Regions from separate parts of the Mus musculus genome. Here regions 2, 3 and 4 are each linked to region 1. Evidence: chromatin contacts called from public HiCAR-type and HiChIP or PLAC-seq data. All regions are on one chromosome and are shown on one strand. Each heading gives the region's core, a stretch centred on a gene start, on an enhancer-like site or on the middle of the called end of the contact. The rest is flanking DNA. Distances are from core to core; before and after follow the strand shown. Region 1 holds the start of Naa20 (N(alpha)-acetyltransferase 20, NatB catalytic subunit). Region 2 overlaps Ralgapa2 (Ral GTPase activating protein, alpha subunit 2 (catalytic)). Region 3 overlaps Ralgapa2 (Ral GTPase activating protein, alpha subunit 2 (catalytic)). Region 4 holds the start of A930019D19Rik (RIKEN cDNA A930019D19 gene).

Region 1 (7,996 bases), core at 1,645-4,144:
TTATATCAGGATGCACTCTGCCCTCCAGCTTGCAGTCTGTCTGCCTTTGAAAGAACCTAGTGGGGAAACCCCCACTCAGCTCCTGATTCAACGTGCACCCAAGAATCACAAATAGAACACAACACCTTGATGTAACAATACGAGGTATTTTAATGGCGGAGACAGCGGATTCGACCACGAGGCTTGGAAGCTAGGGGTTTTTATAGAAAAGGAGTGGGGCTGGGGGAGGAATTGGACTGTGTTCACATGATTGGTCCATTTAAACATCAGCAGCCTGTAACATTTAACTTAGGTCAGAGGGGTGGGAGATAGGGAGGCGATGGGCCTGCCCGGGCATGTCCTGGTCTGTTCTGCTATGTTCTCAGCCCCAGGTTTCAAAGCTCACAAACAACTCTTTGGGCTATTTGACATACATTACATGAATCACAGGTCTCAAGTTTTATTTCCTTTCACCTTAATCTTCCAACAGCTGGATACATGTTTCAGCCACTATGCCCATCTCTCATGGGTTGCAAATTAGTAGCCCACAGTATCTAGCATGGGTCAAGTGCTGCCTCTGTATTAAACTCACCTTTTTATTTTGAAAAAACTAAACTAAACTAAACTAAAATTTTATTATATTTAAAATACTTAGAAACCTTATGGTTATAAACCAGAATCAGAAGAAAATTATGAATATCATCCAAACTTCACAACCAGCTAGTTCAAATCAACACTGGATCATGTCAGAAAAAAAAAAGTTGCAAAATATTTTGACATGGCCAATTAAAACAAAAAGCAATACTGGATACCCCAAGTAGTAAACTCTTCTGAGTTTCATTTTTATTATCTTCCACTTCTTTGTACAAATCTGTGAGATGCAGAAAATGGATATTGATGAAAGATTCTTGACCCATAAGAATACGAGTGTCCCATGTGCTGTCCAGTGGAGAAGTAAGAGGACACTGCCCTGTGGATGCTGACCAGCGGTCCTGAGCACCTTGGCCATTTATTTACTCTGTTTTTTATTGATGTTTGACACAGGGTCTTGCTATGTAGCACAGGCTGGTCTGGAAGACAAGATTCTCCTTCATCTTTCTAAGTCCTGGGATCATGTTTGAATATGCTGTGTGTATTTTACTTATAGTTTTCTTTGTATAATGATACACTTATTCATGAAAAAAAGCAAATTTACTTACATTCACTGGCTTAAAACATTTTTATTCTTGAGAATTTCATACACACATACAATGAAATATGAGCATATATACACCCATCAAATTCATATTCCCCCACATGTCCCCCCCTCTCAATTTTGTCTTTGTTTTAACCACATGCATTTAAAATTTTCCTTGAGTAGACTACCATATCTCTCTTACTGGTTAGTTCAGACTCTTTCTGACTTTGTCCATTTTTTCCATTTGTATAAGCATCATAACCTCAACTTCCCTCAAAAATATATTTTACTGTTCATTTCATGGCATATTTTGCCAAAGTAAGTGAATAGAGGGTAGAAGCTGAACTCATGGTGTCAAACTCCACCTTTCTACCATAGTAGCAGTTATATATATACTTTCGGGCCTGTCATACCCATGTTTACAATTATTCATTGTATAATTTACTTCATCAGGCTTAGAGACAAAGCTTGGCGAGGAGCCACTGGGACTACCTGCTCTTTCAACCATTTGCTTTCTTCTCCACCACACCTGGCCCTCAGGTTTGGCCAAGGAATTCCCAAGACACCTGCGGAGCAACTGAGTCCCAAAGGAGTTGGGGATGTGAGTCTGCTGTAATGTAGGCATCTCGCTGAGTTGGATTGGTTTGAGCTCAGCAGCATGTTCTCCAGGACCACCCCAACTGCTGGTAAGGAGAAGAGGGGAAGGCAGCTTCACAGCCCGACAGTACATAGTCTCCTCAGTCACTGGGTCTATGCCGTGGAGACGCTGGGCTGGTGCTTAAAATGTAGCAGGCCAGATGAAAGAATGTAATTCCTAATGGTTAACTTTCAACTTAGACATGAGATAATGTTTCATTTGGTTATTTGGAAACATGTTTGGATTACTTTGATAGCTCTATCATCTTGTATGCATGTATTTGAGACGGTCACACTATGTGTCCTTGACTGGCCTGGAACTCACTATATAGACCAGGGTTTTCGAGGCTCACTAACAGCCTCTTGTCTCTGTCTCCTTACTACTGGGATTACAGGTGTAAGGCACTATTCCTGGCTTGATCTGCTCTTTAATCACACATTTATTAAAATCAGCATCGAAAACAAATAGTTCTGATCATTTTTCTCTCGGATTAAAATAAACTGCAAATATATGGACCAGATTTCAAAGTCTTATTGCCAAAATAAGATAAGATATTCACATTTTTTATACAGATAATCTTTCTTTCTTTCTTTCTTTCTTTCTTTCTTTCTTTCTTTCTCTTTCTCTCTCTCTCTCTCTCTCTCTCTTTCTTTCTTTCTTTCTTTCTTTCTGTTCTTCCTTCCTTCCTTTCTTTTTCTTCCTCTCTCTCTCTTTCTCTCCCTCCCTCTCTCCCTCCTTTCCTTCCTTCTTTCCTTCCTTTCTTCTAAATAATTTTAATGTGCTAGAAAATTTAAGGTCACATCCCTGGTTCATGACAGTGGTTGAGAGAAGAGGCCCTGAGCCATCCTTTTAGGGATCACTTCCTAACTCACCCTGTGAAGCATCTTTGTAGTTTTGAAGCTTGCTTTTACGATTTGGCTCTCTGACTCCAGCTTCTTTCTCCTTGTTACTACTCTGCCTACTTTTTGGAAAGGGTCTGCGGGGCGCGGATCATTAAGGCAATTGCTGATTTCAGCCGCCAGAGAGAGCTACGACGCTACTCTTGTTGCCCAGCAACCTCTGGTCCGGAAGTAGTTCTTTGTCCCACCCCATGGCGGCCGCGGGCGCGAGTACTTCCGGTAGTGCGGGCGCGGGGTCGCGCCGAGCGGGTTGGAGGCTGGCGGCGGCGCAATGACCACGCTCCGGGCCTTCACCTGCGACGACCTGTTCCGCTTCAACAACATGTGAGTGAGGCACGGCCGGCCTCTGTCTTCGCGGCGCGGGACGGGGTCAGCCTCGCGGGGCCGTGGGCCGGGTGGACGCTGCGCGGGCGCGCTGACCGGTGACCTTGGCCGAGGCGCGGCGCTCCCGGTGCGCCCGGGATGATGCGGAGCCGGGCTGGACACCCCGCGCCCGCTCCCTGAGGCGGCCTCACTGCGGAGGGAGGGCGGGGAAGGAGCGCGGTCCTGGTTAAATTGTATCCCAGTGAAGTAACCTTGCGATGCTCCGGGCCCTCTCAGCAAGTTGTGGTTTGTGCTTGGTAGTTACAGTAGCGGAGCGCCCAAAGTAGACTGCCTTGGGTTTTTTTCTTTTTCTCTTAAAAAAAAAAAAAAAAAAAAAAAAAAGACAGGGTTCATTTCGTATCCCTGGGCTCCAGGAACTCTCTGTAGACGAGGCTGGCCTAAACCTCACAGATATGTCTTCCTGTCTTACTAGTGCTGGGATTAAAGGCATGCCCCACCACACCCAGCTAGACTACATTTTTTTTTTTTTGGTTGGGGATCCAATGTACTGAAGACTCCCCGGTGCTGTGTGGTTTCTTTTCAGTCCAAAATTTAAAAACCCGTGATTTGCCGTTCTCCCCTTCTCGCTTTTTAAAAAGAAAAAAAAATTTAGTTTGGAATCCAAATTATGACCATTTAAAAAGCTCAGCATTTCACCGCGAACTCCTGTAGACACATGACCTCGGTTATTTGCTTGATATAACGTAGTAAGAAGTATGGACCGGAAGGTTTAGGTAACAGAAGGGAAGAAACTCTGGGATGATGGACATTTCAAAGAGGGGATGAACCTTGATGAAGGAAATTTGGCAAGGAGGAAACTCTGGAGAAGGCTGCAGGAAAATGGAGTGTGAAGCAGGGTAGGCCTTTGCTTCAGGTGAAGCCAGGTTTAATTATCGTGTTTAATTGGTTCAGATCCGATCTTGTGAGATTTCGGTTAGGTCCCGCTTGTGTTGAATCCTCTGTGCATTTTAGTACTTGTGGCAGGCGCTCATGTAATAATAGGCCCTTAAATCTTCACAAATTCTGTCATGTGCTGATGTCCTCAGTTTCTGGGTGAGGGAAGGGATTGCACACACAGAACCCTGACGTGGAGTAGGTGGAGACTGGCCCTGGTGGTTGTTAAAAAATTGGTCCCATGGAGCTGGAGATGGTTCAGTTGTTAAAAGTACTGGGTGCTCTTCCAGAGGACAGGGGTTCACTCCACATGGAGGCTCACACTTGATTGTAATACTAGTTCCAAGAAGCTGCTGGCCTTTCCTGGCTTGAGTAAGCACCAGGTATGCATGTAACACACAGACATATAAAACCCATACCCATTCAATAAATGAAAAAGGTTGATCCTGGCACTCAGGCTGAGGTTGGAGGATCACAAGTCTGAGATCCTTTGGTATCCACAGGAGATTGATTCTATGATACACCAAGATTCAGTGATGTGCAACCCCCTTATTGCAATGGAGTGGTATGCAAATAGCCCAAGCACTTCCATGTACTGTAAATCAATAGAATACTTATATAGTACAACGTACATATTTTATAAGTGCTTCCAATACGGTTGTATTAGGGAATAATTGGGGGGGGTGTCCTTTAAAGGTACAGGCACATAGTGTCTAAAAATTCTTCAGTCTGAATTCTGATCTACTGAGTACAAGGTGTTGATTAGAGGCAATAGAGTAGGCAGGCAAGCCACTGAGGCAATAGACTGGAGTGGTAAAGGGAGATGCTGTGTAGATGATACAGAGCCTGAACTTAAGAAACCGAGATAAAGCATCTGCATATGAAGCTCTAGGAAGAGAGTAATAGGGAAATGGAGAAGGTAGAAGGAAAATACACATGGACGCCTATTAAACATCAGGTCTCAGCGCATCTGGCTTGGTGACGCCTCCTCTTGTTAATGCCAGTGAAGGAACCCACTTTCTCACGTTAGGAAACAGTGAGTCACCAGGTTAGGTGCTAGAGTAAATGAAACTGAAAGGCCAAACCCAGGTGGGAGGAAACCCAGGGTGGGATCCAGAAGCTAGCAAACAAGAGGACTCCAGGCAGGGGAGGGCACTATCATGAGGTGGCGATGGCTAAGCATGGGCTGCATTTGTACACCCCCTTCAGGAGAGGCAGAAGTGGAAGGTACAAATACAGGAGAGAAAGAATTGTAAGAGAAGTGTCCTCTGGTGAGAAGAGGGAGGGGTCTGCTTGCCTTATAATGGCAGAAGAGCAAGCAGTGTCTGGGTGCAGGGCTTTTGGGTGGGCAAAGTCAGATAGAGGCCTTTGGCTGGTTTCTTCTTACACTTATTTATTTTTACATTTTCATGTAAGGAAATAGAGGAAGGGCAGAGTGAGTTAGACAGTTAGGTGAGCCAAACATGTCTCTATAGGGCTGGGCAGGGTCACAGCACCCAGAGGCCCTCAGGATTGGTTCCTGACCACTCTAAGGCCAAAACTGTTCTCACAGCACTAAGACCAGTAAGACCAGTTGTTTTGTTGTTTTGCCTACCTATGTTTTGCAGGTGTGGAGTCTGAATAGTATCTTGAACACTAGAGAAGTCAATGGAAAAACTACAATGCCTCTGTCACTAGGTTTTTGTTTTTTTAAAGATTTATTTATTTATTATATGTAAATACACTGTAGCTGTCTTCAGACCCACCAGAAGAGGGCGTCAGATCTCATTACGGATGGTTGTGAGCCACCATGTGGTTGCTGGGATTTTAATTCAGGATCTTCAGAAGACCAGTCGGTGCTCTTAACTGCTGAGCCATCTCTCCAGCCCGTTTTTTTTTTTTTTTTAAACATTACTATTTCTTGGTAAAATTATTCATTTTAACATGTAATTTTTTTTTCTTTTTTTGTTTTTTCAAGACAGTTTCTCTGTATAGCCCTGGCTGTCCTGGAACTTACTCTATAGACCAGGCTGGCTTCAAACTCAGAAATCTGCTTGCCTCTGCCCCCCAAGTGCTGGGATTAAAGGCATGTGCCATCATTGCCCAGCATGTAATTATTTTTAAATGAGTATCTTACAATTGATAATATTTATATAGCATGTAACTCATAAGGCTTCTATTGTTATGATAAAACACTGGTCCAAATACCCGGGTCAGAGTCTGCTGAGGGAAGCCAAGGCAAGAACATGGAGGCAGGAAGTGAAGCAGAACGCATGGAGGAGTGCTGCTAATGGATTCTTCTAAGTTGCTCAGTCTCCTTTCTTATACACCCAAGGGCTACCTGCCCAGGGCTGGCACCACTCACAGTGGCCCACACCAACTGTCCATTGATCAAGAAAATGCCTCCTATTGCCTATAGGTCAGTCTTATGGAGGCACTTCCTCAATCAAGATTGCCTCTTCCCAGATGGCTAGGTTTATGTTGCCCAAAACCAACCAACACACAGTAAGTAAATATAATAGGTTTGTTTGTCTTAAGTGTAAAGTGGGTTTTTGATTGGATTAAACAGAAAACTCACAGTTACCAATAATGCACTGGTGTCACATTAAGGAAAGAAAGAAAAGCACTTTCCCTTGCTGTCATTTTTAGCAAAAGAAAGTCCAGAACTCAATTTTCTACTTCATGCCCCCTCTGCCCTCTCTGTCCTCTGACTGGTGCATGAATCTTCATTTCTGCCTGCTCAAAGGCTGTCTTGTAAATTTGTCCCTGCGTTTGTGTTCAGTTTCTGGCTCTGTGTTCATTGAGCAGTGCAGAAAGCATCACGTGGGGAAAAGAAGGGATACTTTACAGAAATCTGTAACAGTTTTACAAGGGAGTCAGTCTCTAGCTCCAACTGATCAAGACAACAAATAGCATCACACACATCACTGTATACCAACCAATATCCAGACACTGTATTCAGTGTTTATGAAGGATATTCATCTTGGAAGATTGCTTTCAACTTCTGTATTTGCTGCTTTCTGTAAGTGATACGTATGCATTGTACTGGGTTAGGAGGATGGAAGAATATACAACTTCAGGTTACAGCTTTGTATTAGGTCCTAAAAGTTGATTACATGGAAGTCCTGATTGTTACAATGTTGTCATAAAAGCAGGTTAAGCATACTGGCTGAGAACATAGTAGGCTACCAGTCTTAAGTGATTTCAGGGTGCATTAGCAACTCTGGTTGTGAGGTCCAACAAAAGTTCCAGTCTTTTAGGATATAAGAGGTGTTTCCATAATACTACATCACCACAGGTTTTGAACCCTAAAGGATTGAGAACTACTGCACTAGAGGAATGTAGTATGGCTACCTGACATCCTTCAGTCTCAGAGATGACAAGACAGGGAAACAGTTGAAAATAGCTGGTTTTGAGCCTGGGAAAAAACTGACTAGGAAAGTGATGGGGAGAGATGGCTGGAGATGCTTTTCAAGAATGCTGAATTTGGCCGGGCATGGTGGTGCACACCTTTAATCCCTGCATTTGGGAGGCAGAGGCAGGCAGATTTCTGAGTTTGAGGCCAGCCTGGTCTACAGAGTGAGTTCCAGGACAGCCAGGGCTTTACAGAGAAACCCTATTTTGAAAAACCAAAAAAAAAAAAAAAAAAAAAAAAAGGAATGCTGAATTTGGGCTTGTGTGGTGGGACATGCTGGGTAGTTCCCCATAGCACCAGGGCTTAGTTGACAGGAGGGAGCAGTGTGGAGGTAAGTGAACTTCAGTTGAAAGTACATGGGGTCTGGGAGGATTTCTACAAGGAGGAGAAAAAGTGGAGGCGGGGGAGTACTCCCCTCCACTTTGAGAAGGGGAAATTGTAGGCGTAGGCGAAGGCCCAGAGCTGGGCAGGGATGATGAAATGGGGAGCAGGTTAGTTGGAATGGCTGTACATATGAGACACACCTAACTGGTCCTCATATCTGCAAGAGTCTGATGGAGTGAGCTATAATTCTGCCTATAAAGAGGTAGGCAGTTCAGTGAAGTACAGATCTCTTTATTGGTGCACATGTGGCCCTGGGTCATTTAAACCAT
Region 2 (7,996 bases), core at 2,441-4,940, 500 kb after region 1:
AATTTTGCTTTATATGTCTGGAAGCTGGGAAGTGCATGTAAACGTAGAATTATTGCTCTTGCTGATAATTTCTACTTTAAATTTTACCCAGCTGTCCACCCACACTACACTGGTGGTCTTCTCTCCTTTAAAGAACTCATTTACATTTATTGTGGTAGCTAATATGTTTGGCTTATTTCTAAATCTTTATGCTTTCTGTTTAAGTCACCTTTGCTCTGCTTCTGCTTTGAGTCTTTGGTGAGAATTTACTGAGTTCTCCCATTTCTGCCAGCATTTTCTCTCTCTAATATATTATTTTCTTATTTATGTAATTATCCCAAAATTATTCTAGCATTTACCCCATACAAATAAGAATGGACTGATTTCTGCATTTTTTAAAGGCCTTGTCTAGGCAAATGAAGCAAATCTCTGTATGCACCTGAGGAGGGGCTAAGAGAGTCAACAAGGAGCCAGAGGAGTGAATCAGAAAAGCAGAAAGCAGGGCCAAGATGGATCCAACCACTTTTTGTGCTAGTGATGGAAGACTCCCCAGGCACAGAGATAAAAGAGTCAGCAAGGATGACAGGTGGTGTCATGGGAAGGCTATCCATGGAAGCACTGATGTTGCTTAGGGGAAAGCGAGACGATTCCTTCCAGAGGAACACCATACACTCCGTGGAGAAGACACATTAACATGTATAGCCATCCAAACCAGAATTTCCACAAGCCATGTCTGGAAAACTGAAGGCACAGAGGGTAAAGCGTAATTGTGGGTCCTCTTCATTTTGTGACTTTTATTAAGCCTCAGAAGAGTCTCCTCCTATAAAATCAAGTACAGTACCAGGCAGCTGCTGTTTGCAGAGACATGAGGATGCTTTAATGAATGCTTATGAATCAACCTAAGCCCTCAAGTGAATAAAGAGCATGATATGACATTTATTTCTTTCAATAAGATTGCCATATTGCTTCAATTCCTTAGTGGTGGGTAAGAAAATTAGGTGACTCATAACCTTGCTTCATCCTAATTCCCCAACTTTATGAATGCAGCCATACAAAGTGAGACCAGCCCCAGCATCCCAGTGGCACTGCTGCTTTGCTGAAGTGACAGCTCCACATGCATGAAGGCTGGGTACTCACTCACCACCTGCACTGCTGTGCCTCCACCAACCAGACCCTCAGTTTCTAAGGATCTGCACAGAAAATCTGTTTCAATCCTGCTTTGCATTCAAGAATCATTCTTGTCTCAGAGATTAAAATCGTAGGCAACATCCCCCACTATCAAAATATGTTGAGCTCTTTAGAAGGTTTTCGAGTGACTGTGTTCATTTTTCAATATTACTGTGAAGATTTTAATGAGCTAAAGTGTTTATGCCCAAAATTATCCGGCTGGTGGCACGAGTTCCAGAACAGATGCTGACATTTTACATGTAGACGGGTCCTCAATGAAGGAACGCTTGATTAAAAATGGGGATTTAAGAGATTTTAGAAAATTCCATGTTCACCTCCAAAATACCAAATATTTGCTTTAATTTCATTAGCAGCCTATGTCATTTTGTTTCTAAATGTTATAGAGGCCTTTAAAATTACTAAAGTAGGAACTCTTAAACATATGTAAAATTTTACCATCTTTCTCCAAATACATGATTATAGCAGATAAGTATAAAATTCAGAAATTTGAAAATATTGAACAGATTTTTAACTGGCAAATGGGTACTTATGACCAAAGGACCAGTTAATACAGCTGTAATTTTACATAGTTGACAGAGTTTGAGCAAAGCAAAGCCCTTTTCTTTGAAAATAAATGCTATCACCTCTCAGACTCTTGTTAACATCTTAACTGTAGGGATAGAGAAGCCAGGTGCCAGCTCAGGGATCAGAAGATCAGGATACAAGTTGGCATTATACTGCAGGGCAGCCTGACTTCCCGCCCCTCCCTCATCTCCTTTCATTACTGTTCAATCTCAGTTCAGACTTTAAAAGGCAGTTTACCCATGCCAGTGTAGCTTTTACTACTTACTTTATATTATTTCATGATATACAAGCATATCAGAGGCTGGTAAAACATCAAACATGTGTGTGATGACAGAGAATACTGATAAACTGTTTCTACAAATCAACTTCAATGTAAGTGAACAGTGTTCAATTCACATCTACAACTGTAATTAAAGGATTTCCTGTAAGGGACATTTGGATGTAGGTCAGTGATAAATATGTTAACTAAAAGAGATCTGAAACTACATTACATGATGATTTTAAGGTTAAAATTTAATTAATACTTTTAACTAAATAATTATCTAAAGCGTAAAGCATATATGTTCATTGGTTTGGGTTACTTACTAAGGCTTCTCTTACTCACACTGTCCTGATAGTTAGGGGCATTCTGTGCACACAACAGATAATCTGCCTTCCAGACTGGAGGACATAATCCATCAGAGGAAGACACTGGCTCCACCCAAAATGAGGCATCAGCTATCTATTATCAGATCTTATATTAAATCTAAGACCTAGAAAGGAATGATCATCAAAGTTGGACTTCCTCTTTTTGGGATCCTAACTAGTCAAATAATTTTTAAAGTTCCCTTGATTTTGAAAGTTTTAGATCTGCTGAGGTTGAACTATCACCACATTTCTTAGGGTCAGCCCTTGGTTACTTGTTTTCCTTTGTCACTGAGAAACCCTCTCTACCCCAAGACTGACCATAGGTGGGGTTTTTACTTTCTCTCTCTTTCTTTTACTTTTCTGGAGGACATTTTCTTCCAAGTGTATTAGAGTTTCCTTTTCATATTTAAGAATTCTATACCTTTGGAACAAATTTCAGGCATGATGTGAGATAGGGATTCTATTTCTTCTACCCCTCTCTCAAGAAGACCCTCTATCACATACCACAATCCCACACCTGTAAGGACTAAGTTCTGAAGTTTATATCAAATGCTCTTTGTCTAGAAATCCTAGGATTTTAACTTTCATTATATAAGCTACAGAACATTTATCACATTATCAGAGATAATTCTTGGTTGTAAACTCCTAAGAGATCAGTAGCTGTGACTCATTCATCTTTTTTTGTCACATGTACGTGTGTGTATATGTATACACTTACACATGTGTAGAAGCATGTATGTGAGTGTGAGTGCATATAGGGAACTGAGGTGGACATTGGTAGTCTTTCTCAATCAGGCTCCACTTTATTTATTGAGAATGAATATCTCTCTGAACCCAGAGCTCACCAGTTGCACTTAGTCTAGATAGCCAGCTTCCACTGGGGCCCCTCATCTTTGTCTTTGGAGAGCTGGGATTACAAATGACTAGTATACGTGCTTGGTTTTCCTGTGGGATTTAGGCATCCAACTACAGTCTGTATGCTTGCATGACAAGTGTATGACAAGAGCCATCTCTTCAGCCCCAGGTATCTTTTTATATTTCTCACAGTATCTAAATCTGTATTTCTAGATCAAAGGTTTCTCTGTTAACTAAAGGATAAGCTCAGAAACAATGCTAAGTGTCAAAGCAGAGCCACAGATACACCACACTTCTGAGCAGATGTGATGTGTATATTACTTCATCTTTTCACTTTTTGTACTCTTAACGCTATGGCACTTGGGGCTATGGCATCTTAGAGAGGGACTGCCCCTCCTGGTGTTACTTTACTATAGAAATAGTAAACTCCTCCCTCCCTGAGAGTATGGGCTTTTCATATGTAAATGAATCAACACAAGCTTCTCCCTTGCTTATCTACCTTTGTCTCTGACAGATCAGCCCATCTACTCCTACCCTTCCCGCACCAGGGCCAGATCCCAATCAACTAGACAGCCTCAGTGTTTACAGTCTACTGAGTTCACTGCTCACCCTACCTTGCCTTGATTTTCCTGTTGAAAAGACAACAGAGCTTGTTCCCACATTTTTTTCCTCTGTTTCTTGACTAAACTTGATAATTCCCTATGTGACACCTGTGTTCAGAGACAATTTCTCCTAATTACCACCATTTTACTTAGATGTATTAATAGGCCTGATTAAACATAGCCCAGGTATATTTTAGAACAATGCATAATAAACTTAGCCATTGTTTTCAGTAACATGAGATGATTTAAACAGCAAGCAAATATTAAAGTAGCCTATTAGCTGACCCCCGACTCCCCAACTCTGGCCTTCTTCATTCTAAGCAGCTGATAGTGGGTAGGATTATTCAGTGAGACTAACACTTTTTGTTTGTTTTCTGTAGTGCTGGTGATCAATCCTAGGGCCTGACACATGCTCGGCAAAAGCTACCACTGAGCCACACACCCAAACCCACAGATGGCTTGCTCTTTCTGTATCTCAAGTTTTGTTGCTTTCTTTCTTTCTTTTTCTTTTTAATGAAGAAATTGTTCTCTTAAGAACAGAAAGTTAAGTTCAGAACTGTGATAATCCTTAAGCCTCATCATATTACAGTTTGTGCTTTCCACAGCTGACAGGATGAACTCTTGAACTATGTGTGCTGAGTCTCCATTTAGTGTTTCAAAGAAGAACAAAGTATTTGGAGGAGTTAACCACAACATGGTGCACCATACAGAGTTACACAGCTCACTACACTAAGCAGTCAGATGCATACTCTGAAATGGGATCAAAACTAATCTTTCTCAAGGACAAACAAAAGAAGCACTCATCCAATTTTCTTTCCTTTCAATAAAAATAACTGCATCTGGTTCACCTTTAAGAACATTCAAGTAAAACTCAGCACTAGATCTATCGCACCATCGTGCAGAAATCTCTTATACACTGGCCCTAAATAAATGCATTAACAACCCTCCAGCAGTTCAAAGGGCTTCCCATCTATTATTCTAGCTGTGATATAGTGGGGAGTGCAGAGACAGCTCAGCATCCAGAGGCCAATTCTGACTCAGGCACTTACTAGTATTGTTTAATATATGTGGGGGTCAGGAAGGGGGGAGGGATGATTTCCCTGGGTCTCACAAAACAGAAATAGAGGGATTTAGCCTGCTTGCCCTACAGAATTAGAAGTCTTAAATCCTGTAGTATTAACATCAGGATCATTACCTATTCTATACATTATTATATAAATACAATTTATGCTGATTGAATGATACTTTAATGTTATAATTCCAAGGATTTACAAAAATATCAGACACTTTGGTTAACTTTGATTTTAATCCCAATGAAAATTAAAGTTTGCTTGATCAAGAAAAACCATTTGGAATGAAATTTAGGCTTTACTTGTACTTTTGTTGATTTTTAGCACTTAAAAATGGGTCTTTATTTCCTAAGTGCTTCCTGACTCACATCCTAAATGCTGGGATTACAGGTGTGTGCCACCATGCCCAGTGGGAAACATCAGGTCATTTATTTATTTATTTAGGTCTGCGTGGTATGGGTGGTGTAGTACATGGATGCGAGTGCACATACCTATGTGCATGCATGAAGAAGCCAGAGGTTAGGTATCTTCCTCTATCAGTCTCTACTTTAATCCTTTAAAACTGAGCCTTTCACTGAATTAGAAAGCTTGGCTTTTCTGCTAGAGTGGCTGGTAAGTGAGTTTCCAAGATCTACTTGTCTCTGCTCACAATGCTGAAGTTAAAGGCTTAAACAGCTGCACTCAGGTTTTGTTTCTGTTCTTCAATTAATAACTTCTTTATTCAGGAAGAGCAAGTCAAGATAATATTCATATAAACACTGACATTACAAAGTACATGAAAAGGGGAAGAGAAGACAAACCAGCTCCAAACCTAACGCCGCCTCCCCTGCACTACCATACCACTCTGCCCATGGACAGCTGCTTATGTAATAATCCACAGGCAAAGCTCCTCTGGAAGATGCACTGCTTCTCTTTAGATAGTTACATTACTGTAAAACATGAAGGCTTCTCAGTAAAGCATTCAAAAACATACTAAGGATGAGATGGCTCAGCCAAACACCTCCAAATACATGTCATCCATTCTGACCTATCCCAGTGTTGCTTCTTGGTTGTTTTCCAGATGAAAACCATTTTCTGTGAGTTTCTGCAGGATACATTTTTTTTTTTTTTTTTTTTTTTTTTTTTTTTGTAAAACTGGATTTCCTTAGAGCTAAATCCTGTATACCTGGCTTTTTACATGGGTTCTGGGGATTCAAACCCAGCCCTCAAACTATCACAACAAGCACTCTTACCCATTGGACCATCTCCTCAGTTCCAGGGATTATTATTATTTTTTTCTTTTAAATGGGGCTAGCATTGCAGGCTGCTGGAAGAAGATAACAGGTTTGAATAGGGCTTCTGGAATCTCAATGATGGAGGTATTCTTTGTTTTTTTTAAAGATTTATTTAAGGTGTCTGATCTCATTACGGGTGGTTGTGAGCCACCATGTGGTTGCTGGGATTTGAACTCAGGATCTTCAGAAGAGCAGTTGAAAGATCCTGGCAGAATGTAAAAGGACACAGAAGCCCTGAAATTGGCAAGATAGACGTTAGTGTTAACAGAACTAGCTTCACTGATTTAGAAAAATAGAGGTGCACAGTGCTCTGGCCACTCCTTGAACCTGTATGTCTGCCAATGTTCTGACCAGGTGTGTGCCCATTGCTGTATCTTCATTAGACTCTTTCCTTGTACCCCTCCCATACCCATTTCTTGAGAATAGACATTGTTTAGATCTGGAAATCCCCTAATCTCCCCCTTCTCCTTTCCCCCCTGAGGGCCTATAAAAACTGGGAACTCTTTCCCCTCGAGGACGACTCCTCTACCCCTGCGTGGGATATGAGTCGTCCCCAGAGCTCTGGCTTTCCCCGAATAAAGCCTCATGTGGTTTGCAACAAGCTCGGTCTGTCGTGAGTTCTTGGGTGTCCGCTATTGTCCTGAGGCCTGAGTGAGGGGCTCCTCCCGGAGTCTTTCACAGTCAGTGCTCTTAACCGCTGAGTCATCTTACCAGCCCCCACAGGTATTCTTCTATATCTTAAACTGGGTAGCAACAGCCCATTGTTGTTCATTTTATTATTATGACCGATCACCCCACATATATGTTATAACTTTACACTACATGTATAAAATTTTATAATAGTTAAAAAAATTAAATAGTTGCCAGGCGTGGTGGTGCTCGCCTTTAATCCCAGCACTCGGGAGGCAGAAGCAGGCAGATTTCTGAGTTCCAGGCCAGCCTGGTCTACAAAGTGAGTCCCAGGACAACCAGGGCTATACAGAGAAACCCTGTCTTGAAAAACCAAAACCAAAACCAAACCAAAACAAAAGAAAAAAAATTTTAAAAATTTAAATAGTAAGATAGTCAACCTCTTTTCTCTATATGTGTGGTACATGCAAGCTAAAAAAAAAAAAAATAATAATAATAAAAAACAAACCATAATATTTTCTGCCTCCAAAGACACCATCACTTCTTCCTAAGGTAGACAGTGGTCATAAGCATGGTAGACTTCCTTCCATGTCTGCCTGATTGCAAACCTTTTTCCATCAAGGCTAAGAACTCACGAGCAATTGTGAGCGGTGACTGGAGCTGGGACTCTGACGTGGTTCAGAGTGGCACCCGTTACACTGTGCCTGTGCCTGGGGATCTGAGTGGGGAACTCTGGGGTCTCCTCTTTGCAGCAATAATCCTTTTCAAACACAATTACCTGTTAAGTTTGAAGCATCAGTAGGACTCAGTTGTAACCAGTGGCGGGCATCAGAGTCAGCCACAGCATCTGTGGGAGTGCTCAGGTCCGGGTCCTCCTCACAGGCCTGCCACGGGCTCACAGGTAGCTCTGCTTCATTGCTGTAGCCCACAACTGTGTCACTACCAGTACTTTCACCTGGCACACAGAGAACCAAATTTTGAGACCACAGCTATATGAAGATAAGGTACAAAATTATCTCTATGTAAGTAACACTTGCCCACAAGATAGGGTTTGGTCAGGGGTTTGGGTGGAATTTGAAGAACCTGGTTGGGGTTCAATAGTGTCCCTGAAAGATACTTGCTTAACAAAACTAAATCTTCCAAGAGTGAGGCATTAATAGGCTTTATGAAGTAGTATTCTGGTCATTGTTTTTGCTCAGTTATTCCA
Region 3 (7,996 bases), core at 3,338-5,837, 460 kb after region 1:
CATACTGTAAAATGAAAGCTATAATTAAGCTTAATTAACCCATCTATCATCTCAGATGGCTGTCCTTTTCCATGGAGAAACATTCTCTTGATAAATTTTGAGTTTAGAGTACAATACTTTTAAGTACAATCATCATGTACAGTAGAGGAGGTCTCAAAAACTTACCAAAATGTTTCACATTTTGATCAACATCACCCATTTACACCAGGCTCCTCTGTTTCTGTTCATTGGACTTTTAATATTTCACATGTCTCAGAGATGATGCAGGCTCATGTCTGGCTTATTTCCCAGGCAAAGTGGCTTCTGGAATCACTCATGTTGTCAAAGATGACAAGGGTTCTTTGTTTTTAAGGATGGCGAATATTCTATTGTATGTGTTACATTTGTTCATCCATATGTACACACACTTAAGCATTACTCTAACTTATTAACTAGGAATGATGTTGCAGAGAGCGTGAGGGCCTGTTTGCTCTTCAACATGCTGACTCAACTTCCTTTGGCCATACATCTAAGTAGACTCATCAGATCACTTAATGGTTTATCTAATTCTAATTTTAAAAGGTCATTCTATTTTCAACAATAGCTGTACCAATTTACATTCCCACAAAGATTTATACAAGGACTACCTTTCCTCTATATCTTCAACAATACTTATTGTCCTTTGTGATGACAGCAACTCTTAACAGTAGAAATTATTATCTTGTGTTTTAATCTGCATTTCTGATTAAAGATGTTGAGTATTTTTTATATGCCCATTGACTAACTTATGTCTAGAAGCTACTTTCAATAGCTCATGTATGCAAAAGACCCATGTCCACAGGGAGCACCACTATGTGTGGTATAGCATAAAGGGCTGTAGTGTGCTCTACAGAACTCCTCCTAGCAAGTAATAAAATTCTAACGAAGTATGATTGTCTTGCCTATACCAAGTCATTTTTTCCAAGCCAACTTGAAGTCTTAACACTTAGCAAGAAGGTTCTTTAAAGATGATTTCCCCCAATTCAGAAATAATCAAGAGGGGGAAGTTGGCATCTTAAAGAAATTGGACATTTTTCTTACTCATTTTTTTCCTTTTCTCATTCTTCCCTTTTGTTCTTGTCTCTCCCAATCTCTTTACTTTCTAATTTAGTCTCAGAAGAAAATATTAAGGCATAAAAATTCGAACACAAATTATTAATTTTACAAGCATTAACCACCTCCAATGGAAAGTGAGAAATTAACCATGTATCAGACAAAGTTTAGAATTGTGACTACTCATACTAATTTCATGTAAATCCCTGGTAAATCAAAATCTCATCATCTTTATATCTTAGTGGTAGCTTGACATATAAGGCGCCCTAGATTTGATTCCAAATCTAGAACCACAAAATTCTATTTATTTCTATGAGATCCACAGTAGCCAAAACTATTAATAAAACAACAACACATAACTTCAAACAAACACTTCAGATTCTCTCTTTACTGCATTTATAACCATAATATCATTTACTAGAGAATACTAATAAGTGTCTCTAGGATAGGCCCTGCTTCCCTGTAAATGTGCTGACATATTAGTGGGGATATGATTTCTCACACTTTGGCCTTTTGATGAAACGCCTTTCCAGTACCAGTATGTCATCTGATCCTACAATTTCACAGATCAGCTGCCAGGGTATCTACTCTGAGAGCCCAGTTTCACATCGCACTAATGAGTCAACACCTGTTAAGAGTGGAGAAATCTGAGCCTTGTTAGCAATTGTGAAGTCTCCCAGGAGCTGGGATGCTGAACATTGTCATACTCACCGCCAACATGTCTGTACTGAGGACCCTGGCAGCAGCAGTGATAAAGTCCCCCACCAGCATAGAGAAGCCAGGCAAACCCAGGGAGAAAAAGCGGGGTGAGCAGTTTTTTATGATGGTGTTTAAGACATCCTGAAAATGAAAATAAGGAAACACAACTGTAATGTCAAGAACAAAATTCCAAAGTGATTTTTTTTGCATGTATGTATGACTACCACTAACAAGATAGCAGAACACTCTGTTAGGTTTTTGTGCGAAAGAGTACGGGGGATGCATAATTCCAATGGTTCTCATACATATCTTTTGGTAAAGGGAATGGAGACACCAAAAGCCACACTGTGACACCGAGGCTAGCTAAACATCTGTCCTGTATTCCACTTAACAATGGGCTCCTTGAACAGGTGTGCCAAGAGAGACGTATAAATAAAACTTGCAAACACCTGTCAGTAAAATAAAAACTGGGCTCCTGCTTTAGCTTCAGTCCCCAGAGGTTAGAGCACACTGTTAGAAAAGCTTATAGGCAAAGGTATGGAAATGACCACTCCTGTGAGTTTCAGGCATTAACAAATGGGAATGTGGGTAGTGTTAAGGTAATGGTGTAACATTCATGAGACACTAAGGTCAGGGAGTTGCCACAGATCTGATGTGCACAAGAGGTGCAAACACAAAGCCAACAGCAGCCATTTGCCAGAGCTCGGCATCAGGATGATCTCCCTGACAGCTCTCCATCCTGTGTCTATAATAGAATCCCGTGGAGGGCTGGCCGGCCCCCAAGCCAGAGTTCTTCATTCCTGCTTCTGGTGGATCTAATCCACCACAGGATAGTGTTCACACCATTACAGCCCAGACCCCCTCTAAAGCCATCTGTGTGAGTATGTGCATGTATAAATGGGATTAGTATGAAAACTACAATCTTCTTTTGCACAGACTCTGGCCAGGCACACAAATCGAAACCACATGCTGAAGTACTTTAGTTATGTGACTTGCTGTAGTGCAGCTAATAGTTAGTGTCAATATATAAGTAAATAGCAAAATGTAAGAACCTTGGCTGTCAGTGTGGCTACTTGAACAAATCCTGACTTACTATTAGAGCAAAGCATAGCAACATATTAATTTCCATAGTTATCTTAGGCCCTTCATAGTAAGATTCACCTCATTTTATGATTTGTCTTCTTAAACACAACTTCCATGTGCTCACATAACATTTTCCCAAGACATGTTTTCTTACAGAAGATATAATTAACATTAAATAATACTATTTACATGATTCAAATGACCATGTAATGCTTACTATATTAGTGTTCACTTATGAGAAGTAGTTTAGTTTAAAACTTGAAGTTTGGCATTTCAGTGAACGTTTTCTTACACAAAATAAATGGATATATATGATTTATAGATAAAAGATAAGAGGAAAATATGTGATAGATAGATGACAGATAGATAAAAGGAAGGGATTGGAAAAAAAAAACCCTAAACCAAGGTTTCTTCCCTGTTAATATTTAAGCCTGTTTTAATCACATCCTGCGATACACTTTAGGGTCTATATCAGCCAAGACAAACATTCTCTGGGCTGAGCAGATGGATGCTGCAGGTTAGAAAGTGTGTAGTAGACTCATGCTCCAGGAGTGGAACAAAAGATCTACCTTTTTCATAATTAAGCCTCTGATTAATGCCCTGGGCTCCTCACCACACACCTGTAATTACTCACAGAGGTATGCATTGTGCTGGGGCCTTGTCTCAGAATATCAGGCATCAAGCTTTCCAGCAGCAGATGGAAGCACATTTCTGTTGACATATGCTGCAATGAATGGATTCGTGCAAACCTGGCTAGCAAGGTACCAGAATGCCATGCATCTGAAGATTAATAATGCAAACAGCCATGATGTTAGCTTTGTTATGTTTGCCTTAATTCCATCTGGTGAGATGAGGAGCTAAAACCCTGAAGCCTAAGGGCTTTAAAAACCTTTAAGCATTTAGCACACACTAAACTCAAATGAGCCATTTTCACCACTGGAATTTAGAAATTTTGGTTTAAAGATGGTTTTCTGGAATAGGTTTGTGGGGACTAGGAATTGAATAATAAGCTGAAACCATAGTTTATAAACTTGCTTCATTGGTGAGTATGCAGAAAGACTTAGGGGGGTTAAAACCATACACTCAGAAACTACAAAACTGTCACTGGTGCTAGAGATGGCAGAGACAAAGTACTTGAGATAAAGTCACAGGGCTCACCCACTCCCTGGACCTGGGCCAGTGACTTCAACTGAACCTGCTTCTATGGGCAAAGAGATGGGAAAAAGAGGGACAATGACAGATGGCAAGCCTGCCCTACTTTACCACCCACGTAAGACAGAGCCTGGAGAGAAAGTGTGCCTTTGCAATAGTCACTAAGGACAGCACTGGGGTAGGGTTAATTCGGGGGTTAAAGAGGGGGCCATATGACCAGTCAGCCAAATTACCACCACATGCTGGCTTACTTTGCTTATCTACACTGAAATGGAGCAGTCCAAAAGGTCTACCTTTGAGATAACACTTTAAAATTAGGAGTAGCCACATGGCACTCAGGAGAGCATCTGCCATCCATGTTCCCAACAGAGGACCATGCACTATGAGCTCTACTCATCTCTACATTTGATCTCAGTCAAAAGGCCGAGAAGCGATTCCACTCATCTCTAACTCCTCCACCTCAAGGTATTACCATCAATCTTTGAAAATTCAAAATAAAATCCTTCCTGGTCTGATAGTTTACATAGCCTATAGGGCTTTCCATATGAACAAGACAGAATGGCATTCAGCACGCACCCATCACACCAGGGCTAGTCCTCATGCCCTTTGTAGTAGCCTCACTATAAAGCAAGCAGGATTTGTCTAGTACATTTTTTCAAAGTGACTCACATTTTTGAAATGTAAAGTTACAATAGAAAAAGATTACCTTTTGTCAGAAACTTCTTTAAAACAATATAGTATTAACAAGCAAATGATGATGAATTTCTTGTAAAAACATCACTAGCTGCCAGAAGTCCTTACTTTGAGATAGGCACTCGTCTTTAAAACGGAGGTTTACAATGTCATAGGGCCAACCACCATGGCTGTACCACCTCCACCTGGCCTGAGAAAGTTGTAAGGATGGGTTGTGATGAACAAAAAGGCTGTTATTCTTATCAAATGATTCCTTCCTTCTCTCAAGGCTGACTCTACTGTAACCACTGTTGGGAAATTTCCCTGTGTTCAAACCCTGTGAAGTACTCTAGAACTGAGGCCACAAGGCCTGGATTCAATACTGTGGGTCACCCCCAAAGCAATGTGTTTCTCTCTTCCCTAAGATGAGATGACCCTTCCTTAATGAGCAGTAGGCAGTGGGATGCAGATGCAAATAGATGTTTTATGGAGGCTTTCAAAGTACAGAAGTAAACAGTGCTAGCAATGTTTTTCAAAATGAAGAATTTTTACTCTATATAACGTACTTCAAAGGTTCACTCAATATTATTTATTTAGTTAGGTTTTTTGTTTGTTTGGTTTTTGTTTTTTTGAAACAATGTTTCTCTGTGTAACAGCCTACTTTATAGACCAGGCTGTCTCTAACTCACAAAAATCTACCTGCCTTGGCCTCTCAAGTGCTGGGATTAAAGGGGGAGGCACTACTATGCCTGGCCCCCTAATAATTTATTGAATGAATGTTTTAATAATCTACTGAGGGAAGGTATTTTTTAAAATTTCAGAGATAACATAGAGAAGTTACTTTGATCATACATTACCCCAGAAATTAAAAAGCTCTAGCAATCAGTACCCTAAGACAACCCCTTTAACAAGCAATTAGAGATTGTGTATATAACTTGGGGGTAAAATGGAAGCAAATTCAGGAACACAACCTGTAAGTTTTCTAAGCTTTAGCCTTTTGAGGAATTGTAGCACTCAAACAAGTGAGTCTGGTAGTAAGATCTGATTTTCTTTTTTTTCTGTACCTTTTAAACAGACTAAACAAGTAGTTAAAGTAAACAACAGGCTTTGCGGTAAATGGAGTCTGGAGCAGGAATCAGGTTTATTCTTTAAGTTGACTAGGATGGAGCAGACAAACCACGTTTTTTACTGGAGAGAAACCACCCTGTGACCTGCTGCCACACGGTGAACAGGACACACTGCCCCTTCCCGTTTTAGTGAAAGGTCCGTATGCAAGCTCCAGGCTGAGTGGGAAAGCCAGACTGTGAGATGCTAACTGTGCCTTTGCAGCTTATCACCAGGTTCTGGCTTATGAGAAAGCGACTGGTGAGAACATCTGTCTCTTATCACTGATCTTGCAAAAAAATCAGGTAATTCAAATAGAGGCGTGTTGTTTCCTCTCCTCCAAAGCACAGTTCTATAAACACAAACTACATCCAGCCCCTCAAATGAATCACTTTAATTGAATGCTATGTACACAGTAACTGGAAAAACTATAAGTGATAAGGAAAACATATGGTGACGGCGGCACAAATTGGCTTACTCATTCTGCACAGGGCTGCTTCTTTAGTTCTCTTATAATTGACCTTTAGAACGATAAATGTGTAAAATAATTTTGTTTATTACAGCTCTAAACCTTCCAACAATTACACGAAATGAAAATTTAAAAGGAAGGATTCCTTCTGGAAGCATTTCCATTGTTTACATAATTGCACAGCTATAATTTAGTGCTTGTGTTGTTATGGAAAGCAAAAAAAAAAAGGCCATTACTTGCCATTTCAATTCAAAATATTGCATAGTAGTGTCAGAAATGGGGGCAAATGTTCACTTTATCCTAGTTTAAAATGGATTAACCCTGCACATCTAACATCTCAACACAGCGTTCTCCGAAACCCCACTGAGCAGAAGCCTCGTCCTTCTTGCGCTGGTGAGGCCACCGCTGTGCCCTCTCACAATCACGTGTATATTTTTCACTTACTATTTGCTCATGACCCAGCAGATGATGGCTGTAACACAATAGCCGACCATCTGTCTCCCGGTCTTTCCTTGGAGGACTTGCGCCTGCTTCTCCAGAGCAAACAGATCGGTTATCCCACCTAAAGTCACTTAGTCCCTCTGTGAGGCTGAGCAGTCGTCAAGAAATAAAATATGTGAGTGCAAAATCGTTTAACTCCTCATTTGACTTTTCCTTTTAAGAAATATTCTGTAGTGAAATGATTTCACTGTACCTACTATCTAGTATAGACCACAGGAACCTTTTATTTTGGTAACATTTCTGTATCCCAATAATTTGGTTAATTAAAAAGACAAGATTCATCCCACCACTGGAAATTATAAAAATATATCTGATTGAACAGGAATAGTTTTACATTATGTGTGGATATAATTTAAATTAACAACAACCACAACCACAACCTTTTAGTACCTGTAGGACACATTTGTAAGTATCAGCCTGATATAGTTATCCTAACAGATCAGAAGCCTTCAAATTCCAGGCCTGGCCCTCTCTTCTCTGCTAGTGGCTCTCTGCTGCTCCTGCTCTGTGTACAAGAACATCCTTTTACAGACAGACCATACGCTGCTACCTGACCTCTGGTGACAAAAATAAAATCTTGGTCATTACACATATCCTCCTCCCCCCACCTCTCCACCCCCACACCACCAAGGCATAGTTGAACATGGCACCAGTATGAAACTGCAAATTACTCTCAGGATCTGAGTCAAATGATGTGTGGTATATGCTACAGGTTCTCTGTGTAAATGGCCAAGCAAGATGCAATTTATTTGGAGAAGAGCGGCAGGTTTTCAAAAATGTGACTTCTGTGGGTGTGACTAGGTTACTCAAAGCCCAGAGAAACGGGATATAAATCGAGTAATTGGGCTTAGTGGCTGAGACTCAAAGACTCCTTTAGCTCTGTGCCCTGAGGACCACTGTGACATAGAGTTTCCAGGACAGTGGCATGCACAAGCAGAAGGGAGGTGGGGTGTGTTAAAGACACTTCTTCTGGATAGAACTCTTCTGCCAGTCGCACAGTAATGTGTGGATGGGGGCAAAGGTAGCCTGCAAGCCCATAGGAAGCATCTGGAAACTTGTTTATGTTTGCGTAACAGCTCACCCCTCATCTGCCAAGGAAAGCTCCACTGGCTTTTGAAAAGCAAGAAAGACCTGGTGGGTTTGAAACACTACATATGACTGTTTTATAGTAGAGTAGGAAAGTCAGCAGCCCTGTCCAACTGCATCTTATTTTTGCTATGTGTAACAACTTTATTAAAGGTTTCA
Region 4 (7,996 bases), core at 1,729-4,228, 360 kb after region 1:
CAGTGTCAAAAGCTATTGTAGTGAAAAGCAGGAAAGAATGACAAGTCTATTCTACGAGACAGATGACCACAATCCTCCTTTCCAAGACACCATCCAGGCACACATCTGAGAAAGAGGAAAGTGTGCAGCTTTGGGCAGTGGCAGCATCTTAAGACTGACCCAGACTAATCTGGTTTAAGCCTCAAATATGACCTATATTCAAGCAGCAGATAGGGGATCAAAGTCGGGGTGACACATTTTCTCCCACTTGCTCTGTTATCCTGGAGCCTTTCCACCTCGCCTGTCACAAAGGAAGGAGAAAGTACTGCTGACTCTGTATTGGAGAAATCAAGGGCTGTGTTTTTGAGACTAACAAATAAACAAAGACCTGTGCTCCCTCTGCTGGCCCTCCTCAGCAGTATTGAAGTGGGCAGTAGCCATAACCAGTGTTGGCATCTCAAACAAACACCAGCCAATCCAGGGACACTGAGAACAAATCTCCTTGAACTTGGTTTTATACATTCCTTGGGATAAAAACATTCTCACCAACTTCTGACCATGATAATTTTAAATGCTGAAAGTTAGATTTTACATGAGACAAACCTACTGTTCTCAATTGCCAAATTGACAGCTGTGACCATAACAGAAATTTTGGGATTCACTTATCAACAGACACAAATGGACTACTCCAAGTAAGGTCCAGACACAATCTTTAGAGCAGCTTCAGGGGGTGAAAAAAAAAAAAAACCAAACCAAAACCACCCAAAAACCCCAGCAATAAGGAAACCCCCATGCAAGTCCAAACAAGTTTCTTTCCCTCTTTTTGTTCAGTAAGAGCCGCTCCCAAAGGTAAAGATTTACACTATATCCCTTTGGATAATGTCAAACACCAGACTGGATTCTCCAGGTCATTAGCATGCAGAAGAATGACCTCATGGTGAACAGATGCACTTGGCTGTGAGCTGCAGTGATTACATCAGTCCCTCCCCAGCACTCGAGGGTGCCCATTCCAGTTAACCCTTTATAGTCCTCTCTGCTGCTCCCCTTCCGTGATAACATGAAAACACAAACTTAGCACTCTACTCCCATAGCTCTGTGGGTTAAGAATATACAAATATGCATGCATAAAACATATAAATGTTAATATCAGCTTCCTTTTCGATTATTTATTACTTGCCAATATGGGAAGGGATCAAATTGCAAACTGCAGGCAGGGCTAGGTAAAAAAGCTATCCAAATACCTTTCATACAGAGTATTATTAATTCTAACAATAGATGCAACAGATACCAAGGGCTGCTTTAAAATAGCATTTCTGGTTGGGAGATGAATTCTCCTTTTAAAGGAGTTGACAGAAGATGAACTCTTATATTTGAGTCCCATGTCCCTATTCAGAGCTCATGGTGTACCTTGGATAGAAGTACACTCACTCATTTGGGTGCTCTGGCTCCTAGGCCTCTGTGGTCAGGGAGTGTGGCAGGCACAGGCTTTTCCCATCAACAGAGTCTATGGTCAAGCTCAGCTGCACATCTCTCTACAGTGGGGCTGTGCTGCTCTCTGGCTGTGCTGTATTATACAGTGCAGTACCTTCCTTAAAGACTGTATCCTAGGGAAGCCTGTCATATGTATGTAAAGCGCTTGGGCGCCCACGTCCCTGCTTTGATGATGTAAATGGCCACAGACAGTTTGACTGGACCCTGTGTGTAAGAAGTTCAGGGTCCATTTTTCCAGGTGGTCTGGAAGAACAGACTTCACCTCAGTCTCTGAGTGTAAGTTGGCTGGGCTGGGCTCATCTGGTTTTGACTGTGTTTGTCCTAAGAAAATAAAAAAACCACTATGAATAAGTGAAAAGTCTTTTCCTCTGTGAAAATAGGGGTGAAGCTGCACATACACCAGGAAGAATACAGCTCTGAGAGGTGCCCCTGCACAGATGAGGCTGTGAACCCCATTCTCACTGCACTGCCCTCACACTGCAGTTCAAATAGATTGCATTTCTATCTCTTTCCTTATCACTGTGAAGGGCAAGCAGAAGTTGTGAACATGACGGGATGCGGTGCTGATGTTGATCTGAAGGATAAAATCCATTTGCTTTGGTGTTCTATATTTGGTTTCTTGCCCCATATATAAAAGTTCTAATGTCTGTCCTGACAAGCTGTTGGAATTTTTACTAAATAATTAAAGAAAAAAAAAACAGGACATTCTCTAAAACAAAACAAAACAAAAAACAAAAAAACAAAATCTACCCTTCTCCAAAGTGGTCACACAAATCAAAATGCTCCTACAGTCCTAAGAACTGAATTGGTTGAACTTTATTTATACAGAGGCTAAAATATACATAGAAAATAACAGCCATCATTATTTCAATAACATTGATCATCATCAACTTTAAAAATAAAAAGTTAGGAAATATAAACATTTATCATTTCATTTTTTTCTTTTATTTTTAAGAAATGAAATGTTTTCTTAGAAGTTAAAAAAAAAAAAAAACAACAAAAACAAAACCAAAAACAAAAAAAAACAAAAAAAAAAAAAACCAAGAAACAAACCCAAAACCAAAGCCTCTGCTGAGAAACGCCGAGTCCCAGCGTCTCCAAAGGATGGGAAGAGACTGAATGGAGCTGGAAAGCATTAGCTTGCTGTGGATTCCTCCTGTTCTTTCACTGAAAAATTAGACACAATTTTAAACCGCTAGCCAGACTGGGTATGAAATCTTCATTTCCCTTGAAACAGATTTTTTTCTTGTCTTAGATAGAATGCTGGCAGAGCGTATAAAAGAATTCAATTCACAGCTGTTCTACTTTTTTTAATGTAAGAAACATTAATCAAAGCTTTAAGTTATAAGCTTTTCTCATGTTGCTCAGTATCCCAGTTCAACAAAGATCAATAGAGGCCATCCCTGTGTTTCTCTCGCCTCACCAGGAAGCAGAGGCGTGATTATGTAAATGGAGCTCTGCACCTCTGCCAGCTTGCTTATCTCCCAAGCCTTCTGCCTGCTGCTCCTGGCTTCCCAAGCAAGTGCCTGCCTCTCTCTCTTATCTCCCAACAAAGCTCCAAGAGGCACGGCCTGAAGCCAGCGATGTTAAACAATGACGCATGGCTGATTTTATTTGTAAGTGATTTATTTCACTGAATTTAATTTTTTTCACTTTGTGTGTAAGATATTTGTTAACAAGTCAGCACAGGAGAAGCAAGCCTGGTTCAGAAGCAATTAACACAGGCTAGAAATCTATTAAGCATCCTTATAGCTATGCTGAAACCAGGGAAGGTGAGGGAAGCCCCTCATTGAGATTTTCAACATGCTGTACACTAAATATTCCACTTACTGTCTGACAGGCAATTAATCTGTAACAGCACATGAAAATAATTTACCAGTAATAATTTTATTCTTTAAAAAAACCTGTAATAATCATACCAACAATTTAAGTGGCAGGACATACTTTTTTCAAATTGATAGTATTATATAGAAATAGTATGTATCTAAAAATAAGGGAATCCATGGAAAATTCCACTGACCTACTAAATGAAAGCCATTATAATTTACTTTCTAAAGGCTCCACACCAGGTGCTGCTGTGGTCAGTGGCTTGTCCACATGACACTGGTGTACGAGGCCCTCTGTAATGACAGGCCTGGGGACACTGTCCTTCCCTGTCTCTGGCAGTAATCCCTGACCCTGGTATCTCAGCAGCATAATCCCCATTTAGCATTAGAGCGACGGCTTCAACTGTGAGGAACTCTTTTCTGATAAGTATGCAGTGATTTGGGCATCGCTTTTAAACACCATATTCCCAGCTCAGCAAGAAACTCACACTCCTGAATGAACCGGAGCACATTATTGAGAAAAAGTTCATTAACCTTGCTAGATTCGAGGGTTAACAGGATAGCAGAAGAAAGGAACACAGCGAACAGCTCGGATACAAAACAAATTAAAATGAATGTCATCATTCCTTTTGAAATTCATTAGTTGATTCAGAGGGGGAACGTTCTTCTTAAATTTGCAAGCATTTATCTGTGAAAAACAGGTGTACATCTGCTACTCAATACGTCTTAAGCGGGAGGGAGGAGAATCATGTAGACACTCACCCGTTCCACTGACAGAGTAGCTGGGAGAGGGAGAAAAGACTTGAGCAGCGAAATCCTCAAATGTCATGACTTCCCGGTGGTTTTGAATTATTGCTTCCAGATACAGAGCTCGCTCTTCGTAGCTTCGGTAATTAGTTAAGGAGACAAACACACGTGCAATTTTGCATGCAGAGCAGTGGGTGATTTGTTTTAAATGCAGTTACTCAGCTTTCCCGTTCTAATGCTCATCACTTACCCTTGGAAACTCTTCAGCATTTTGCCAGAAAATTAAATATTTGTCACATATAATAGTGAGATGCTAGTTCTTAAAACCTAGGTTTCTTTCAGGTAACATCATATATAATATTACACACACACACACATATATAAATATAAAATGTTACAAAATTATAGCAAAGTGCTGATTATTATACCATCTCGAAGGCTGGCTCAAGCCAGGAGAGAGGTGGTCGAGTAGACCAACATTGGAATGGTATGGCGTGACAGCCTTCCTCTTCACTCCGGATCTAGGTAACAAGGATTCTCATCTCAATCTAAGGACACAAGGAACTGATACTTCAAGTAAGAGCTGGTGATGTAGTGGTGAGCACTTTCAACAAAGGTAAGAAAACATAACCTAGTGGGAGGAGGAGGCTAGGAGTTATATTCTGCAAGGGCAGCAGAGCCTCTAAGCAGGGTAAGTGATGAGCATTAGAAAATGAAAATGGAGATGGACGGAGATTGTAGCAAATGGTATACAGTGCAACTGCAAAAAAATAAAAAGAGAGAAACCATTGCCGTCTAATTAAAGCTGCAGTCTGGAACACACAACATTCAAATGTGTAATCAAAAACCAGTCACCAATAAAACTTACAAGCGTAACACGCTGAAGCAACTTTCCAGCTGTCTTAATAGGACCCCTGCTTGTGGCAGCCTTTCACAGGGCAGAAAGCAAATCTTCCCCTTTGTGTGAGGCTTCTGTTTCCTCTGAAGGTGAATCATGCACTTCCAATAAGAGGAGCAGTCAGAATGATCTGACAATGAATGGAGGCGCTACACATATAACTTTAGGAATTAGCACTGGGGGAAGCCAGCATGATGTCTCATTTTCCCTTCCTCATTACTGATGCAAAAGTTAAAGGATGTGTTTTGATTATTTTGAAAAATTGTGCGATTTCTTCATGAACACAAAACCCAGAGAATGTAGATTCCCCTTAGATTTTTATCTTGGGCTGCAAAGAAACATGATTCTGTATGTCTCACACTCTGTGTGTCTTAAAACAATCCTTTCACGATAAGTTGGGAGTGATTATGCCCTTCCAAGGAGTTTCTCTAGAGCTTGTTTTAAAACTGGAGCCGCTTTCCTATTTTCTTTTGGTAGAGTCTTGATACTGATCTCCAGATGCAGGTTCTCTCCCCACTCCTGTATCTTCAGGGATGGAGTCACACCAGGAGGGGACCTGAAGCTCTCTGGAGCAATGCTGACTACCTGGGAGCTACATGACTACCACAATTTCAATGTTTATTAACTGAGGTGCAAAAGGAACAGCTATGCTTCCCTGCCCCATCTGTATATTTCAAATAGTTATCAAGTCAAACTGCAGATACAGGATCTGGTGCAGGCACAAATGTAGAACGTAATGTTGGGATATGCTTCATGCTAGAATTTCCCTTAGAAACTCTTAGAAAAAATGGAGACTATGCACTGGAAGCTTTCAAAAGTGGCCCCTCTGAAGATACATGATTTTTTTCTTTGGATGGTCACAACAGTCCCAGGCCTGGGCAGTGTGAGCTAGAGCTGGCTCCTGGGCTGCAGGCTGAACTCCTGGTGACTTGCCTTAATGAACAGGCTGCCAAACTTCCTCAGTGAGAGGCGCCTGCTCAGGCCCAATTCTAGAGGGACCCACTAATGCCATTCACATCTCATTATGAGCATGCTCATTCTGTACAGCACTTGGCTGTCACCACAGAGCGGCCCTCCGTGTATGGCCCCAGCAAGCCGCTGGTCCGGGGAACAGCAGGATGTTAGGCCTGAGTGGCCGTCTGGCGAACAGGCCCTCTGACACTAAGCTGGCACGTGCTGGCCCAGCAGGGGCTGAGCCAGGCGTGACAAATTACTCAAAGAGCTGAGCTAAACTTATGGTTGACAACCACCTGAGCCTTCAGACTGCTGTGGCCCACTGTCAACGCTCAATTCATGGCTCCCCCCACAACCCCCCTTCAGTACAGTCTGCTTGTGGGCCTGGGTTAGAGCAAGCATGGCCTTCTAAAGACTTGCCACACTCTACCTAGTATTGTCCTGCTGTTTCCTGAAAGGCCCCTCTGCATCTAACACATCCCCATACAGAGCTGGGGACAATGGTGACCAACACAGAAATGTATGTGCCCTTTGATAGATTTTCTATGGAAGACTTCTCTGGAAAGTAGCCTTCTTAATCAAACTCACAATCAAACATACACAAGGACTGGTGCACACAGATCTCAGATGGCTGTCCATCATCCTCATCCTGAATGACACCACCCAACTGTCAAGGGGCCGGTCCTTGTCACGACTGAGAGGTCTGGACTCTTAGGAGGAAGTCCAGCACTGCAGTCACAGGAAGCAGGCATCAAGTTTTGGGATTCTCCCACCCTGAATGTTTATGGTCTGACTCTTGTCTCTATAGACAACAGAGAGAACCAAAACTGCTTCCAGAATTGGATACCAAAGGAGGAAATGATCTTTCATAGGAGGATTGCCATTCAAGCCCTAGACTGTTACATGTCACACCCATTCCCCACTGCTCTCTCAGCAGTGTTAACTAGCATGTGCTGTCATTGAGACAAATATCCATGGTGGGTTGAGCAAGACTAAAAGACATCAAATGCCACTCACTTGGGTTGAAGCCAGTGCATGTTAAATACCACAACAAAGAGAAAGCAAGTATCATTCTAGCTTGAACAGTGCTTTGAGCAGACAAGAACACATGAATGCCCCAAATAATTTGTTTAGTAATCTTATAAATATAGCCCTGGTTTAATTTTTGAGACATGAAACTTGCTGCTTTGGCTACAGTGGCTGGTGAGTGAGCCATCAGGTCAGTTAGTCTCTATGCTCCCATAACACACTGGGGTTACAAACTCATGCTGCTGAGCTCAGCTTTTAGGTGGCAACTGGGGACCTGAACTAAGGTCCTCATGTTTTCACAATAAATACTATACCCCAAGGATCTTAACTAACTGTATTGAAACTATGAGCAAAGGTGAATGGGAGCAATATTGTCTGACACTTACTATCCACAGAACTTCAAAAAAGGAAAACAAGATATGCCAGTATACATCAAAATGACTATAAGACCCTCCCCAGGCATATGCAGGTAGCTGATGAGGCACTAAGCCAGGTATCTGACGCCCATTTTAACACTAGATACTGCTTTCTCCTCTCCTGAAAGTACCCAAAAACACAACTTTTAATTCTGTTCTGAATGACTACCTCATTAATATGGTATAAATACTTTCAAAGGAGCAGTTTGTTTCTTGATCACTCAACTCAGAGGACTTTCAAACTACTAAGCAGAAACCCATCCTGTATTTGTCATCTCTTACCCTCTCAGTGGGGTTCTACTGAATAGCCCAGTTGGCCTGGAATACGCCATCCTCCTGCCTCTACTTGACAACTGCTTGGGATTACAGATAGGAGCTGCTATGCCTGGCTGTATTTGAGCTTCCTTAGCAAACTACTCCTACATTTTTTTCATACAGGTTGCACAAGTTATTAATATTCTGCTGGGCTGTCTCCAGTGGTTATAATCAATAGATACCTTGCAGACTCTGCTGGGAATCCAAACCTAGACTTCCAACTTAAGTCATTCTTATTTGATACTTTAGAACAGCAACAGCAGGTTGATAAGGAAGGCGCTTGCTTCTGGTGAAAGGCCTAGGTTTTAGTTTGGGCACTTTTCCTCACGAGATGGGATAAG

Evidence for each region. HiCAR-type assays count read pairs that join an accessible place to other places. HiChIP or PLAC-seq counts read pairs in DNA pulled down with a chosen protein or histone mark.
Region 2: an H3K27ac HiChIP or PLAC-seq map of differentiating embryonic stem cells shows a contact between it and region 1, with 6 times the contacts expected there. The contact joins the enhancer-like site here to the promoter of Naa20 in region 1. A contact is called at or near these places in 8 of 39 promoter capture datasets (the 3T3-L1 cell line, the C10 cell line, the HPC-7 cell line and 6 more), 6 of 484 Hi-C or Micro-C datasets (B cells, the N1E-115 cell line, cerebellar granule neurons and 3 more), 18 of 115 datasets of contacts at active chromatin or transcription factors (the 230-238 cell line, CD8 T cells, differentiating embryonic stem cells and 10 more) and 2 of 9 other capture datasets (liver and pancreatic islet).
Region 3: a FOXA1 HiChIP or PLAC-seq map of pancreatic cancer cells shows a contact between it and region 1. The contact joins the enhancer-like site here to the promoter of Naa20 in region 1. A contact is called at or near these places in 6 of 39 promoter capture datasets (cranial neural crest, embryonic stem cells, liver and 2 more) and 3 of 115 datasets of contacts at active chromatin or transcription factors (bone marrow-derived macrophages, embryonic basal ganglia and pancreatic cancer cells).
Region 4: a HiCAR-type map of astrocytes shows a contact between it and region 1, with 2.3 times the contacts expected there. The contact joins the promoter of A930019D19Rik here to the promoter of Naa20 in region 1. A contact is called at or near these places in 7 of 39 promoter capture datasets (the C10 cell line, cranial neural crest, hematopoietic stem and progenitor cells and 4 more), 1 of 484 Hi-C or Micro-C datasets (the N1E-115 cell line), 2 of 115 datasets of contacts at active chromatin or transcription factors (the 230-238 cell line and astrocytes) and 1 of 9 other capture datasets (pancreatic islet).

Annotation. Positions count from the first base shown.
Region 1 is chr2:145,900,347-145,908,342 of GRCm38.p6, forward strand. Naa20 (N(alpha)-acetyltransferase 20, NatB catalytic subunit) reads left to right here and starts at 2,895. Exons shown (of 6, transcript NM_001141965.1): 1 at 2,895-3,016. The coding sequence starts at 2,964.
Region 2 is chr2:146,397,296-146,405,291 of GRCm38.p6, forward strand. It overlaps Ralgapa2 (Ral GTPase activating protein, alpha subunit 2 (catalytic)), which reads right to left. Exons shown (of 41, transcript NM_001033348.3): 21 at 7,568-7,744. Among named protein-coding and RNA genes, the nearest start is that of Ralgapa2, 110 kb to the right of the region's middle. Within about 2 kb of position 3,691, at least 20 of the 459 cell types and tissues checked have an H3K27ac peak or open chromatin away from gene starts, as enhancers often do. A contact at or near this core is called in differentiating embryonic stem cells and memory CD8 T cells, where this site is marked.
Region 3 is chr2:146,359,609-146,367,604 of GRCm38.p6, forward strand. It overlaps Ralgapa2 (Ral GTPase activating protein, alpha subunit 2 (catalytic)), which reads right to left. Exons shown (of 41, transcript NM_001033348.3): 25 at 1,783-1,911. Among named protein-coding and RNA genes, the nearest start is that of A930019D19Rik, 100 kb to the left of the region's middle. Within about 2 kb of position 4,588, at least 19 of the 459 cell types and tissues checked have an H3K27ac peak or open chromatin away from gene starts, as enhancers often do. A contact at or near this core is called in pancreatic cancer cells, where this site is marked.
Region 4 is chr2:146,256,308-146,264,303 of GRCm38.p6, forward strand. It overlaps A930019D19Rik (RIKEN cDNA A930019D19 gene), which reads left to right and starts at 2,979. Exons shown (of 4, transcript NR_040619.1): 1 at 2,979-3,086; 2 at 4,569-4,659. It overlaps Ralgapa2 (Ral GTPase activating protein, alpha subunit 2 (catalytic)), which reads right to left. Exons shown (of 41, transcript NM_001033348.3): 39 at 4,059-4,180.